Linked DNA regions of Sus scrofa: region 2 is linked to region 1. Evidence: chromatin contacts called from public Hi-C data. All regions are on one chromosome and are shown on one strand. Each heading gives the region's core, a stretch centred on a gene start, on an enhancer-like site or on the middle of the called end of the contact. The rest is flanking DNA. Distances are from core to core; before and after follow the strand shown.

Region 1 (7,286 bases), core at 3,256-5,755:
TAGGGCCACACCTTCGGACTATGGAGGTTCCCAGGCTAGGAGTCTAATGGGAGCTGTAGCCATCGGCCTACACCAGAGCCACAGCAAAGCCAGATCCAAGCCATGTCTGCAACCTACAGAAAAAAAACAGCTCACGGCCATGGTGGATCCTTAACCCACTGAGTGAGGCCAGGGATCGAACATAAAACCTCATGGTTCCAGAGCACCACGACAGGAACTCTGTTTTCTGAAAATTTTTAAACACAGCTTCAGTTTCAGTACTTGTGATTAATCTCTTCATAAATGGTGCTGGAAAAACTGGACAGCTACATGTAAAAGAATGAAATTAGAACACTCTCTAACTCCATACACGAAAATATACTCAAAATGGATTAAACACCTAAATGTAAGACCCATACTATAAAACTCCTAGAGGGAAACCTAGGCAGAACACTCTTTGACATAAATCACAGCAATATCTTTTCGGATCCACCTCCTAGAGCCATGAAAATAAAAACAAAAGTAAATGACTGGGACCTAATTAAACTTAAAAGCTTTTGCACAGCAAAGGAAACCATAAAAACAATGAAAAGACAACCCACAGAATGGGAGAAAATATTTGCAAATGAAGCAATGAACAAGGGATTAATCTCCAAAATATAAAAAAAAACACATGCAGCTCAATATCAAAAAAACAAACAACTCTATCAAAAAATGAGCAATTCGCAGCTGTGGCTCGGATCCCGAGTTCCTGTCTGTGGCTGTGGTGTAGGCCAGCAGCTGTAGCTCCGATTTGACCCCTAGCCTGGGAATTCCCATATGTCGAGGGTGCAGCCCTAAAAAGGAAAGGGGGGGGGGCAGAAGACCTGAATAGACATTTCTCCGAAGAAGATATACAGATGGCTAAAAACACATGAAAAGATGCTCAACATTGCTAATTATTAGAGAAATGCAAATCAAAACCACTATGAGGTGCCTCCTCATGCCAGTCAGAATGGCCATCATTAATAAGTCCACAAATAACAAATGCTGGAGAGGGTGTGGAGAAAAGGGACCCCTCCTGCACTGCTGGTAGGAATGTAAATTGATACAACCACTATGGAAAATAGCATGGCAGTTCCCTAAAAAACTGAAAACAGAACTACCAGATGATCCAGCAATCCCACTCCTGGGCATATGTCCAGAAAAAAGTCATAATTTGAAAGTATATATACACCCAGTGTTCATTAAAGCACTATTTACAATAGCCAAGACATGGAATCAGCCTAAATGTCCATCAACAGACAAATGGGTAAGGAAGATGTGGTACATATATACGGCGGAATATTACTCGGCCATAAAAAGAATGACATAATGCTATTTGCAGTAATACGGATGGACTTAGAGATTATCATACTGAGTGAAATAAGTCAGACAGAGAAAGACAAACATCATATGATATCACTTATGTGTAGAATCTTTATTTTAAAAAGATGCCAATGAACTTATTTACAGAATAGAAGCAAACTCATAGATAATTTAAGAAAACAAATTTATGGTTACCAAAGAGGACAGGTGAGGGGGGCGGATGAATTGGGGGTTTGGGATTGGCACATGCACACTATTGTGTATGGGAAGGATGGTAAACAGGGACCTGCTGTGTGGCACAGGGAACTATAGGGAACTATACCCAGTATTTTGTGATAACCTATATGGGAAAAGAACCTGGAAAAGAATGGTTATGTGTATGTGTCTAACTGAATCACTCTGTTGTACAGCAGAAATTATCGCAACATTGTAAATCAGTTATACGTCAATAAAACTTTAATGGGGGGGAGGAAGCTCCTGTGTGGCGCAGCGGTAACAAGCCCGACTAGGATCCATGAGGATGTCCGTTCAATCCCTGGCCTCCCCCAGTGGGTTAAGGATCCAGCATTGCCGTGAGCTGTGGTGTAGGTCACAGACACAGCTCGGATCCCACGTTGCTGTGGCTGTGATGTAAGCCAGCAGCTACAGTTGCAATTGAACCCCTAGAGCCTGGGAACTTCCATATGCTGCAAGTGCGGCCCAAAAAAGAGGAAGGAAGGAGGGAAGAGAGAGAGGAGGCAGCACTGACCCCGGTGGGGAGACGGGGTGGTGGACTGCAAGGGCCAGAGCAGGAAGATAGGAGAGCTTCCAAGATATCTTTGCTCCTGGGCCTTGAGGAGCTAAGACTGCAAGGCTCACCCAGCCACAGGTGTAGACATTTCACCTGACATAGTCCACCAACATGGCTCTGGGCGAAAACAGCCTGCACCCTGTTCCATGGGCTCAGCAGGGGACACCCTTCCCAGCTTCATGGGCTTCTCCTGTCCACAAAAAGAGTCTTGGCATCCAGGTGGCTGCACAGTGGAGGAGGGCACACACCTTATGGGAGGCACATGGTGGCTGCATGTGGCACCAGCCAGGTGAGCCTGCCTGTGACTCACAGACACGGGGGATGGGGTGGGGCTCAGCAGTGTCTCCTGGTCCCCGTGGGCTGTGGCAGCTGGGGGAGCCCTCCCACAGCACTTGTCCTCCCAGCTGGAAAGTGCCTGGACAACCTGGGGGACAGAGAGCCAATGGAAGGAGGAGGGAGGGGACCCCTCAGCACTTTCACACACCCATTCACAGTGTCCCGCAGGTATCGACCTCCCCATTCCTCACAGATGAGGGGCCTGGGGCCCAGAGAGGCCAGTGACGTGGCCTGGGTCACCAGCTGGGACCTGAACTCAACTCCTGGGTCGAAAGTCCATGCCTCTTCTCTTGCATCACTTCTAAGTGAGCCGGGATCCTGAGCTGGGACCCAGGTACAATACCCAGCCCTGTCCTGCCCCACCCTGGGCTTCCAGCCTCAGCTCTGGAGCCAACCCTCAGTTCCAAAGCAGTAAGCGGCCTCAGGTCTGAGATGCAAGGGGTCCTGGGCTACGAGATTCCATCAGTGGATTCACCATCAGCTCCTGAGCCCTCCCTCACCCGGCACATCCTCCCACCACCCACACAGCCTCATCACTTCTCAACAGAGCCCCCAGCCCCCAGCGCCATCGGGGGTCATGCGGCCTCCAGTGGCAGGCCTCGGCTTTCAAAGAAGGTCCAAGTGACCCACTAATAAATAAACAAAGGGGGGTGGGCCCCTCGCCCTCAGGCACCAGGGGTCACCCTCCGAGTGTTTCCTTTCCCTCCCCTGGGATATATTTGGGAGCGCCAGGCCCCGACCTCTTGCAAGGCACCAGGGAGGCCCTGGGGACAGCTCCAGGCTGCCGCAAATATACGACAAATGTGAGACTGCGGGAAGGCTGTCCGTCCTGCCGGCCCCATGCCGCACAACCATGCTGAGACATGGCCACTCCCCCAGAGAGGACTCAGGCTACAAGTGCCCCGGCCCCCCACCCCTGGGCTGCCCACAGGGAGCCCCCACCCCTGTGCTGCCAACTCAGAGGACTTGGCAGACAGGCAGCCCTTCCCCGCTGACTCTTCAGGGCCTGTTCCTGGGCCAGAGGCCAGACAGGAGATGGCCTCTGGCACAAAGACCCTGAAAAACCTGGGGGAAGAAAGAACATGACAAGCAGAACAAGGAGGGGTGGAGGAGGTGTTACCATGTGGGTTGTCCACATTCCCCCTCCTCTGGTCCCCGGGGCTTGCTGCTTCCCTGCCTCCCACCCCGACCCCTCTCCAGAACAGCCACACAAGTCAGGGAGATGGAACTGCCAGCAGGTAATGTTAAACCAAGGAGAAGACACTGCCCTGGCACAGAGGAGGGCCCCCAACTCAGACACTGAATCCGGGAGGACTCCCTGAAGGAGTCGGTTTCTAAGGCCTTGGGGGAGAGATGATTTCAAGGAGAAACAGTTTGTGCAAAGGCCCTGAGGCAACAGAAAATGAGGATTGAAGAGAGTGGATAGGCTCTGGGCACAGGCAGCAGCCAAAAGAGCCCCGCTCCATACTGGTGGCCAGCCGCTCGCTCGTTCTGCTTCCTAGACATCCACAGGAATGCGCCCAGCCTCCCGCTGGCCCCATGAGCGTATTTTGGAAAAAATCTCTTGTCACAGTCCCCAGCCCAGCCCGAGGCTCCTTCAAACTCCTGCATCCTCTCTGAGGCCACTGCTGGGTGGAGCCTCAGCCCTCAGCCCTCCAGGAGTTCCTGACTCATCGAGGAAAAAGCTAAAAAGACCAAGAATCACTCCAGCTCTGGGGGGAAGGCAGCCATGACCTCAGCTCCAGGACACAGAGACAGAGGATGGGGGCAGGAAGCAAGGCAGAGACAGAAGAAGATACAGAAATAGAGACCTAGGTGGAGACTGATGGAAAGAGACATGCTGATCACAGACCGCCCAAGGAAGCAGGACAGAGATACACCAGGCAGTGACAGCTAACAGAAGCCAAAAGCAAAGGGACACTCCTAGGTACACAGGACAGGCTGCCAAGGACTATAAAATCAGCTGATCGGCTGATCCAGAGACAGCCTATGGATCTGGGAAGAAATCGGGTGGGGTGCCTTGACTGCACTTGCAAGAGAAGGCCGTGAGGGGGCGATGTTGCTCCAGCCACTGCCCACCAGCCAGCCCGGCAGCCAGCTCCCCGAAAACAAAAGCAGACTCCATCCATCAGAAGCAGCTGCTGTCTGCTCACTGGAAGGTGTAAGAAACTTGGACGGGGGAACCCAGAGCATCCACACTCTAGGCTGGAGACCCCTCCTCATCTCAGCATCTCCTCAATCCTGACCCTGCCCTCCACATTCCCCGTCACCTTCTCATTCTCCATTTCCTGACCCCTGCCTTCGAAGCACAACATGCCTGAGGACAGGGGGGATGCTGGCTAATTTCCCTGTTCTTTCTGGAAAGGACGCAAACAGATGCTTGGTCTGCTGGGTCTGAAGACTGCCCTTGGCTCCTGCCACAGGACTTGGTCCCCTCCTTTACATCTGACCTTCCAGGCTCTTGGTTTCAAAGCATCACTCACGAAGAGACAATGGTCTTGTATCCACGCTTAACACCAGACTGCAGAACAAAAATCACAAGTGCAACTTTGGGGGAGTTCCCGTTGTGGCTCAGCAGGATACCAACATGACCAGTATCCATGAGGACACGGCTTCAATCCCTGGCCTCATTCAGTGGCATACGGTGTTGCCATGAGCTGGGGGCAGATGTGGCTCAGATCCCATATTGCTGTGGCTGTGGTGTAGGCCTGATACAGCTCCAATTCGACCCCTAGCCTGGGAACCTCCATATGCTGCAGAAGCAGCCCTAAGCAAGAAAAAAACCAAAAACAAGTGCAACCTTGGGTTGTATTAACAGAACCAGTTGTCTGGTGGAGGACGGCGGACAGCAGCAATAAAGTCCAGGCCTCTGGTCACATCTTTTGAAGGGTCGTTAATAAACCTATGTAAGCCAGGAGGAAGGCCACTATAGAAACGTGCTACCCACCCAAGATCCATCAAAGAGCACCGACACCAGGTCAAACACTTTATGTAATCATCTCACCTTATCCTACAGCAACTCGCATCATCATATCCATTTTACAGACGAGAAAACTCAAAGTCCTCTTCCAATGACTATCATGCAGGTGTGGATATTTCTCAAAGCTCCGTCTCAGGCCTTTTCTCCTTTGTGCATATTTCCTAAGTGGTCACATTCCTTCCCATTACCTAGACTTAGTTCTCAAATTAAGTCTTTTGCCTAGATATGTCTCCCAAGTTCCAAACCAGTCTAGCCACCTGCCTTCTCCTGATCTCTTCCTGGATGTCTTCAGGGACCTAACATTCTATGTGCCCAGCGCTAACCCCTGATCTTCAGGTGGTGGGTGACCTGGGCACCCAGCACCCCTCAGCCAGTCTGGACCACACCCAGACCCGTCAGCTTCCAGTGGACGCTGCCCCACACTCAAATCCAGGCTCTCCGCCCTGCCCCCCTCCCTGGACCATCATCCTTCACATCCATCCTGTGACCGGTTCCAAGCTGCTCTCTGTTGCTACCCACACCCTCAACACCACAGCCAGAGCAGTCTCGTTGCTTTGCTTTGCTTTTTTTTTTTGGTCTTTTTGCCTTTTCTAGGGCCACTCCCAAGGCATATTGGAGATTCCCAGGCTAGGGGTTTAACCAGAGCTGTAGCCGTCGGCCTACACCAGAGCCACAGCAACATGGGATCCGAGCCGCGTCTGTGACCTACACCATAGCTCACGGCAACACCGGATCCTTAACCCACTGACCGAGGCCAGGGATCAAACCCGCAACCTCAAGTCTTAGTCAGATTCATTAACCACTGAGCTATGACAGGAACTCCTTTTTTTGCTTTTTTGAGCCATACCTATAGCATATGGAAGTTCCCAGGCTAGGGTTCAAATCAGAGCTACAGCTGCCTACAGCTGCCGTCCTATACCCCAGCCACAGTGATGCAGGATCTGAGCCATGTCTGCGACCTACATCACAGCTCACAGCAACACTGGATCCTTAACCCACCGAGCGAAGCCAAGGATAGAACCTGCATCTTTACGAATGCTCGTCGGGTTTGTTACCACTGAGAAACAATGGGAACTCCCAGGACAGTCTTTTGAAAACATAAACAGACTCATGTCATCCCCCCGCCTAAACCCCTCCAGGGCTTTGTATTGTTCTCAGGGCAAAGTTCAAAGTCCTCGCCACAGTCAGTGCAACCCTGATAACCAGCCGCCCTCTCCAGCCTCAGCGATGTCAGACCTGCCCATCACCACCTCTCACTCTCTCCCGCCAGGCAGGCTCCTCCCTCGGAGAAGGCCTTCTCTTCCTTCCTGTCCTGTCCTGAAGCCCCCACAGCTTGAAACACCCTCTGACCCCCTCCTTAGCCTCCGTCAGGATGGCAACATGCTCTCAACACTGACTTCGGTCTCCGTGCCCACCATGCAGAAGAGGGTGCATTCCGAGGGGAGCAGACCGCATCTGTCTTGGTCACGGCTGGACCCCGGCCTCTGTGCGCCTATACGAGGTGCAAGCTGAGTAAATGCTGGTTGAATGAATTCTGCCCTTTGCGTGCCTCCTGGGGTAGCCCAGCCCCTCCTGGGGTAGCCCAGCCCCGCTCGGGACAGAGCTGACACTTCGTCACTTCTTCCTCCCAGTGAGCTGAATTCCTCTCAAGCTCTTGAAACAACTTCCCTGGATGCCCAAGAAGCGATGTCATTTCTCTTGCTGAGTGCAGGCGGGGTGCGGCCTCATGAGGAATGTGTCTAAAGCATGTGCAGGTGGGGCCGGGCCCATAGCTGGTGTTCAGCGAACAGTAGCTGTGATCACCCACTAATGAGGATGACGACAATGATGACAATGACGTTGGGTGATGAATCG
Region 2 (7,286 bases), core at 1,263-3,762, 220 kb before region 1:
AGTGGGAAATGAATCAAGTATTCAAAGGCAGCGTCTGAGACCACTGCCGTGAACTCAATCCAGCTCTGATCCTTAAAGTCTTTAGGGGCAGACTGGACGACCACAAGCCACACTGATAAGGCATTCCAGCATAAAACCTTCCTGGTGGCTCATGGCATTTCATTCACTGTAGGGCTCACCTTTCCCCAAGTCTTAGGCTCAGGCTACAGCTACCTTGAATCCAGCCTCCTCAATGCCTCTGCCCTCCAGCACATGTCTGATAAATGACTCCCGCAGCCCCTGTGTCCCTTCCCCCTAGAAGCCTCCCCTGATCCTCACCCCACCCCAGGCTGAACGGGGCATTTGCTCTGAGACCCATCAAATGCTGTGTGTGCATCTCTGGAACACACCACGCACATTAAATGCCTGTTTATAACATCTGCTTCTGTCTGTCTCCACACACGCCCCCCCCCCAACCAGACTGAGTGCCCTTAGGGCAATGATGACATCTCTGTATCCCCAAGCTTGGTATGGTCTTTGGTACAAAAAAAGCATTTGTTAAACGTAAAAGATGCGCACATGAATGCGAGTGTTCAGTGAGCACTGAATTAGTCTGCGGACCTCAGCAGGAAACCAAGAGACACTCCACGAACAGATCCCAAAGAGTGGGCAAGGGGTGCCTTCTTTGCCCATCCTCCTGCTGTTCCTACTCCCAGGAACTAGCGTTTACATTTTATCAGGAACGCACCACTTCCCTTCCGTTCCTGCCTGCTGGGCAAAGGGCAGCAATGGGCAAAGGGAGCATTGTCTGGTCAGGAGTCTGGGGAGAACATTTTTCTCCTCCATAGTGGGAACTCTGTCTGTCTGTCTGTCTGTCTGCCTCCTCCTGGGGGAGAGGATAGGGTCCACAGGAAAGGAACAGAGGGCAGGCTTGGGCTGCCAAGAGCCCAGAGGGCCCAGGCGCCTTGGCAGGAAGCCAAGCACACCCGGATGTGGAGAGTCCCTGCCTTGCTACCCACGCGGACTGGATGGGTCACTTTCTCGGGAATCCTGCAAATCCCTCAAAACAGAAGTTCTGCAAAGGGGACAGAGCTCAATTTCTTGCACTATTTAGGGAGAGGCGGGGCTTCGGTTTTGGAAAAGGAACTCCCAAAGGGAGCGTGAATTAGAAAAGACCAGAAACCTCAGTGACCCGATCTCACCCACTAATGCCCATCACCGACATTTCTGGCAGCTTCCGGAGAGTCCTCGCATAGCTGCCTCTTCATTTAGCGTTCCGTGATGCAGAGGAGAGGGAGCTCAGGCTACTCGTTTCTAGTCCAAACCGTGCCACGTTCTGCTCGAGCCCCTGGGCGAGTCGCCTTACCAGTCTTTGCGCCTTTGTTTCCTCATCTGTAAAATGGGGCGAGGGTCGGAGGAGAGGGCTTGTAGAAGCCCTTTGGGCTCGGACATTGCTGGGTCCTGGATTCTCCATACTGCACGCCCCCTCCTCCACAGTGCCCCCTCCCCGCCCCGCCTCCACCCGGCCCTAACTCCACCCCCACCCAACAGCTTCTCCCCCGACGCTGGCCGCTAGGGGTCACTGCCTCCCTTTGTCAGCGACAGAGGAGGGCGGCTGGCCCTCCGGCCCTCTTCCCCGCGGAAAGGCGACCGAAGGGGCATCTCCCGAGCCATTGGGCCTGAACGCGACCCCACGGCCCTCGCTGGGGACCCGCCTCCGTCTCGGGCCGGAAGGTGTGCGCGGTGAGGCGGAGGCCGGGGCCAAGCGCGGGCCGCGCGTGGGAGCCAGGAGGGGGTTAACGCCAACCCCTCCCGCTCGGGCTGACATCACGGGGAGAGCGGCTGAGAGGCTGGAGCTCGGCGAGTGAGAGAAAGAGAGGGAGAGGAGCAAGCGAGGCTCTACTCGGCGCCCGAGCAGCTCCACATTGTTGCGGATCGCCGGGATCCGGCACAGCGAGCCGCAGCAGCGCGGCAGGGACGCGGCACCCCCGGCTTGCTCTTCTCCCGCGGAGCCGCACCGCCAGATCGCCCCCTCCGCCTGGGCCCCGAGCTCACCGCGCCACTCGACCCGCCGCCCTCGCTTGTCCCGCCGCCCTCGGAGGACGGCCGGCCATGGATGCCTGCAAGTTGGAGCCGAGCGGGAGAGTGTGAGAGCGCCGGGGGCCGGGAGCCCGCGCCGCGCAGCGGGGCAGCCGGGCGCGCCGGGGGTGGGTCCCTCTCCCCAGGCCGGCTTTGCGTGGAAGAAGAGGGCGGGGACCGGCGCGGGGAGGAGAGCAGAGGAGGAGAAGGGGGCATGACTCGTGCAACTTGCGGCGGGCATCTGCCGAGCCTCTGAGCCGGCGGCGGCCCGGGGCCCGGATTGCGGCCGCGCGGATCCCACCCAGCCCACCCCGCCCCGGCCGACGGCTGAGGCTGACCTGGATCCTCCGAGAACCCGCCGGCCGGCAGGGATCGCCTTCGTCTTCCGGGCTGCTTTCTGGAGAGCGAGGAGCGCTCTCCTCGCGGCTCCTCTCTCCGGACCCCCGGACCCCGATGGCTCGGATGGGGCTTGCGGGCGCCGCTGGACGCTGGTGGGGACTCGCTTTAGGTTTGACCGCCTTCTTCCTCCCAGGTAAGCGCGTTCCGCCTCTGCTTTCCACCCCCCCCCCCCTTCCTCCCATCCACTGCCTCCCAGGGGCTGGGAGCTGGATGGCGGGCACGTCAGGGTTGTAGGGAGTGAAAGGAGCCAGAAAAGTTGGGTCACGGCTTAGGTAAGGGGGGTGCGGGTGGCACGGCGGAGAAAGAGAGGTCGAGGAACCGAACAGCCAGCCCTGCAGGGAAGCAGTCGGATGCACGTCTCTGTATAGCAAGAAAGCACTTTCTCCGCGCAGTTTTTCACACAAAAATAATAATATGTAATAGCGTTCTATTTATTTAATAACCAGCTCTCAGCTCGGGAAGCAGTTTGGAAACACTGCATGTTACATAAATGCAAAATAATCACCGTAATCACCGTCTCGGGGTACGAGACAACAGCCCCAGGGGGAGGGCGTCAGTCTCGGCGCTGGTGGGCTCTGGGCTTGGAGGATGGCAGGGGGGCTTCGTTTCTCCAGTCCGCCCATTTGCCAGGCTGTTCCGGGCGCTTGAGCCCCCTCCCGCACCGCGTCGCCCCACCACCGGCGCGGAGAGCCGGCTCCTGCGGCAGAGGCGGCTTCTCGCTCACCTGCGGTTCCTTCCCCGGAGGGTGAGGCCCGGGCCGCGCGGGATCGCAGCCTCCCCGCCTTGCGCGGGGCTGGGCTTAGCCTCGGAACTCCAATCCCAGTTTGGTGGGCTCTCCCCGGGAGAGGCGCTGCGGGCTTCGTGCCAGCCAGGTGGCTGCATGACCCACTTTCCCGAGGGTGCCCCTCGTGTCCTTCCTCGAGATGCTGGCGGCCAAGGGGTTAACCCGACGCCCGACCCCAGGGGTGGCCCGCGGTGGCCTCGCTGACGGGTGGGGTGGGGGCGGAGGCTGGGACCGGCCCCGGGCGTATTGTGCTGGGGAATGAACTGGAAAATGCGTTTAGGAGGCAAATCCGACCGAGTCCCCTTGCCTGGATTTAACCCTTTGTGTCCCCGGGGAACCTGCCCAGCTCCCACGGTAGCTAACGACACCAGCGCAGGTCCCGGCAGGAACTGGGGGCGAGGAGGGGGCATTCCTCCAGCCTTGGTGGAAGAAACCTGAGACAACCTCCCGCCTTAGCTAGCAGGGGCCTTGGAGGGGGGCGGGGTAGGGTGGGGGCTTGCCTGGAGCACGTGGCCCTGGCCTTAGGTGGCAAAATAAGGGGTCGGAGTCCAGAGAGACCAGGTCTGCGTGGGGCAAGAATGTAGAATCTGGCGGCGCTGGCAGCCACAGGGAGGAGATGCCTGCGATGCCCAAGACTTGCAGGGCAGTTTGTTATCTGAGGGGCCCGCCTGGCTGCCGAGCTGTGGGGCCGGGGTGCACTCCTGGAAGGCAGAAACCTGGCCTCATTCACTTTTGCACCAGGTCTGCCGCCCGCTCACCGCCAGGGCGCTGCAAACGTCTCCCAGTGGCGAGTGGCTGATGGCTCGGCAAGCGGTTTGTGAAAGCCGGCACCGTAGTGCCCCCAGCCCTGCACCCTTGGGAGTGCTGCCCTGCTGGGTGTGTGGGGGGTGGGGTGGGGGTAAGTTCCAGGGCACCCAGGTGTCCCTGCTCCTTTCAAAGAGGCGTGACCAAGTCCCTCCCCAGCAGGAGGTTCTGGTGAGAGTGAGAGGTTTTTATTTCACACTGGACCTCCTGGAAGGCCAGCAGGAGATATTAGAAGCTCAGGCTCTGACACTTACTTGTCTGACCACCAGGGTTTGGGCTTCTGGAACCCCGCAATTCCATATTGCCCACACCCGGAACCCAGCAAAAGGACAGCTTCCCTGGGGCCTGGTTGGTCCGGCATACCAGGGGTTAACCTAATCCTGGGTGGACAAAGAGCGGGAAGGTTTGGGGAGGGGGAGCAGACTCACCCCCATTCCAGGCTCCTTTTGTTATTCCCTTCTCCAGCTTTGTGTGCCTTGCATGGTAGTTAATTCCTTCTTTGGAGCAGCTGAAGACCTGCCCCTATTCCATCCCACCCAGGATTGGGGGCAGGGAGGTGACACTCTCACCTGGCTCAAGCGTAGATACTACCTCCCCAAAAATCCAGATTGAGGGGATGGGACACAGAGAAGGAACCACAGCTCAGACAGGCACTTAATAAGCGCTCCTTGATTGATGGTAATTGTTATGGCTGGGTAGCGTCAGCCAGCAGGGCAGCCAAAGTTCCCCAACCAGCCGAGCTCCTCTGTGAAGTGCCTGTGCCCCGGTGTCCCTGTAAAGGGAGGCAGGTGGACATAGTAGTGCCCAGATGACCCTTGGACACAGGCTGGTAGGCCCAGAAGTTGCCCTCCCACACCCCGTTCACCATCACCCCCAGACACCCTCCTGATTGCCCGCTGCTGCTGCTGCCTCTCTCCAGGGACTTGTCAGCCTGATGTTCTTTTCTGGGTTGGGGGGGTGGTGCTGTGGCAGAGAGCACGGGAGGGTGAAGAGAGGAGCCCCAGGGAGGGGTGGGGGTGGGGGAGGGTGCCGTGCAGTGACCCTGCTGACTTCAAAACACTCCAGATCTGGCTATTGATATGTAAGCACAGCAGTCTGTTTTTTGACCACACAGACTTTATGAGGCAGGTGGTGAAGCTCTACAAACCTCTGAGATGCTGGTCTCAGGGGTTCCTGCCTGTTCAGTCAGAGGAGGGGGCCAGTGGGGCCTGGGGGCTGCCTCCCAAAGGGACGGGAGGAGCCCAGGAGTGGAGCGAGAACCTGCCTTGGAAGCAGGTGCGCTGAGCTGGTGTCCCATGTACACCACACCCTCCCTAATTGGCTTCCCCAAACCTTTTGTCTGGAAAGAGCACACCCCCCCAGGTGTCATGCACATCCTGGGAAGACCTGTCAGGGCCACAACACACCCCTTCCCTGCAGCCCATGCAGAGCTCGCCAGGGTGGTGGTTTCCTTCGAAACCCAGGATGTCAGGACTGCTGGGTGATTCCCCATCGCTCACAGACAGCGATGTGCTCAGGCTTGCTGGGCTGGACATTAGAGCAAAACCAATTCTGCTGGCCTGGGGTTTGCAGTGCAGGGAGGCAGGAATCCCAGGTCCATTTCAGAGGCAGCGCTGGAGTGTCTCAGAAACAGATCCAAGGCCAAACAGCCAAGGCCTGAAGGGAGAAGATACTGCAGAGCTGGGCCTAGTGCCCTGGGCTGAGCGGTCTAGAAGGTGTCTTTGAGCCCGACTTTCTGTGCTTATGGGACAAGCAGCCCCTTTCTGCTGGATGCTGGCAGAGACTGTTATCCATTCCCTTCTCGGCCACTCAGCTTCACTCAGTGAATCTACCTCATTGGCCTGACCCCGGACCCAGTTGTATGCTGCCAGGATGGTCTTGGGCCAGAACCTTCATGCAAGTGGGCCAGGCTTGTTGGGGGGGGGGTCCAGCCCCAGTTTTGTCTGTGATACTGCTATTGTTTAGCAGCTGACTAATGTTCATTGTTCAGCACAAACAGAAAATACCCAAGGGAGGGGTGAACATACCTTCGATTTTCCTGATTATATCTGTCCCTGTTAACCTGATAAATTGAATGACTCCTACCTGCTGGGGTGGGGGGGGACAAAGAGGCTGTCTGTATATTCACCTGTTTTGCTGATTTTTTTTTTGCACTTTGACTGTTAGCCAGTGGGCCAGGCCAGAATGGTCATTAGCCGGCTATGGGACTTAGGCTATAACATTTCCAACAATCGTCTACGACCTCACCTTCGGTACAGAAGAAGCTACACACACGTGTGCAAAACTATGTGTGCGTGTGTTGGTTATCAACAGTTCACCATGCATATGCCGACCCATGGCACTAGTGCCATAAATATACATCCAAGGTATATTCATATGTAACTGATTTTGATGGCTTTGTGAGTGGCTCTGAGCCTTAACTATGTCAGAATGTCAGCAAGGGTGACTCTGGAGGAGACCTAGGATTTGCCCTCCGCCAGCTCCTCCCAAGAGGAGCTGCCATGTCCTTTGGGAGTGGGAAGGCTAGACACTGCTTGCTTTTTTTTTTTTTTTTTTTTTGGCTTTTTAGGGCTGCCCCTGCCACATATGGAGGTTCCCAAGCTAGGGGTCGAATCAGTGCTACAGCTGCCAGTCTACACCACAGCCAAAGCAACAGCAGGCTCAAGCCATGTCTGCAACCTACACCACAGGTCACGGCAACGTGGGATCCTTAACCCACTGAGCAAGGCCAGAGATTGAACCCACAACCTCGTGGTTCCCAGTCAGATTGGTTTCTGCTGCGCCACAATGGGAACTCCTAGACACTGCTTTCTTTTCTGCTCTGCCCTTGGCTTTAGACTGGGCCTTTGCATGCTCAAGAGGAAATGCTCACCTGGAGAGCCTCGCCTCTCCTGTCAGCTTCCTCTTGCCTCCCTGGCACACAGAGCAGTGCTGGAACTGGTGTTAAGGGAGGCCTGGCTTGCCCCACAGCTTCTCAGGATTCCCAAACGGCTGGGAGGGGCTGCAGGAAATAGGTTTTCAGCTACTACTTTGGCCTCTTTGCTTCCTACATGAATACTTGGGGGAAAGGATCATCTGGGGAAAGATGATGTACTCTGGGCCTGTAAAAAGGAGCACGAGTTGGGGGCTCTGGCCCTCCGTGAGCAGCCCCGCAGAACCGTGTGTGTGACCAGGTTGGCAACATAACGTGCCTGGAAGCATCCCGGTTTGGGCAGCAGAAATCAGGAGCCCCCTTGTTGGA

What was found. Hi-C and Micro-C count contacts between places; a contact is called where the count stands out from the background.
Region 2: a Hi-C map of embryonic fibroblasts shows a contact between it and region 1, with 9 times the contacts expected there. The contact joins the promoter of NECTIN1 here to the enhancer-like site in region 1. A contact is called at or near these places in 2 of 5 promoter capture datasets (fetal liver and liver), 25 of 47 Hi-C or Micro-C datasets (adipose tissue, alveolar macrophages, brain and 15 more) and 1 of 2 datasets of contacts at active chromatin or transcription factors (skeletal muscle).

What each region holds. Positions count from the first base shown.
Region 1 is chr9:46,670,635-46,677,920 of Sscrofa11.1, reverse strand. It overlaps a transcript of LOC102161637 not described here. Among named protein-coding and RNA genes, the nearest start is that of THY1, 64 kb to the right of the region's middle. Within about 2 kb of position 4,505, at least 21 of the 83 cell types and tissues checked have an H3K27ac peak or open chromatin away from gene starts, as enhancers often do. A contact at or near this core is called in adipose tissue, embryonic fibroblasts, omental adipose tissue and 3 more, where this site is marked.
Region 2 is chr9:46,885,851-46,893,136 of Sscrofa11.1, reverse strand. It overlaps NECTIN1 (poliovirus receptor-related 1 (herpesvirus entry mediator C)), which reads left to right and starts at 2,512. Exons shown (of 6, transcript NM_001001262.1): 1 at 2,512-2,590. The coding sequence starts at 2,512.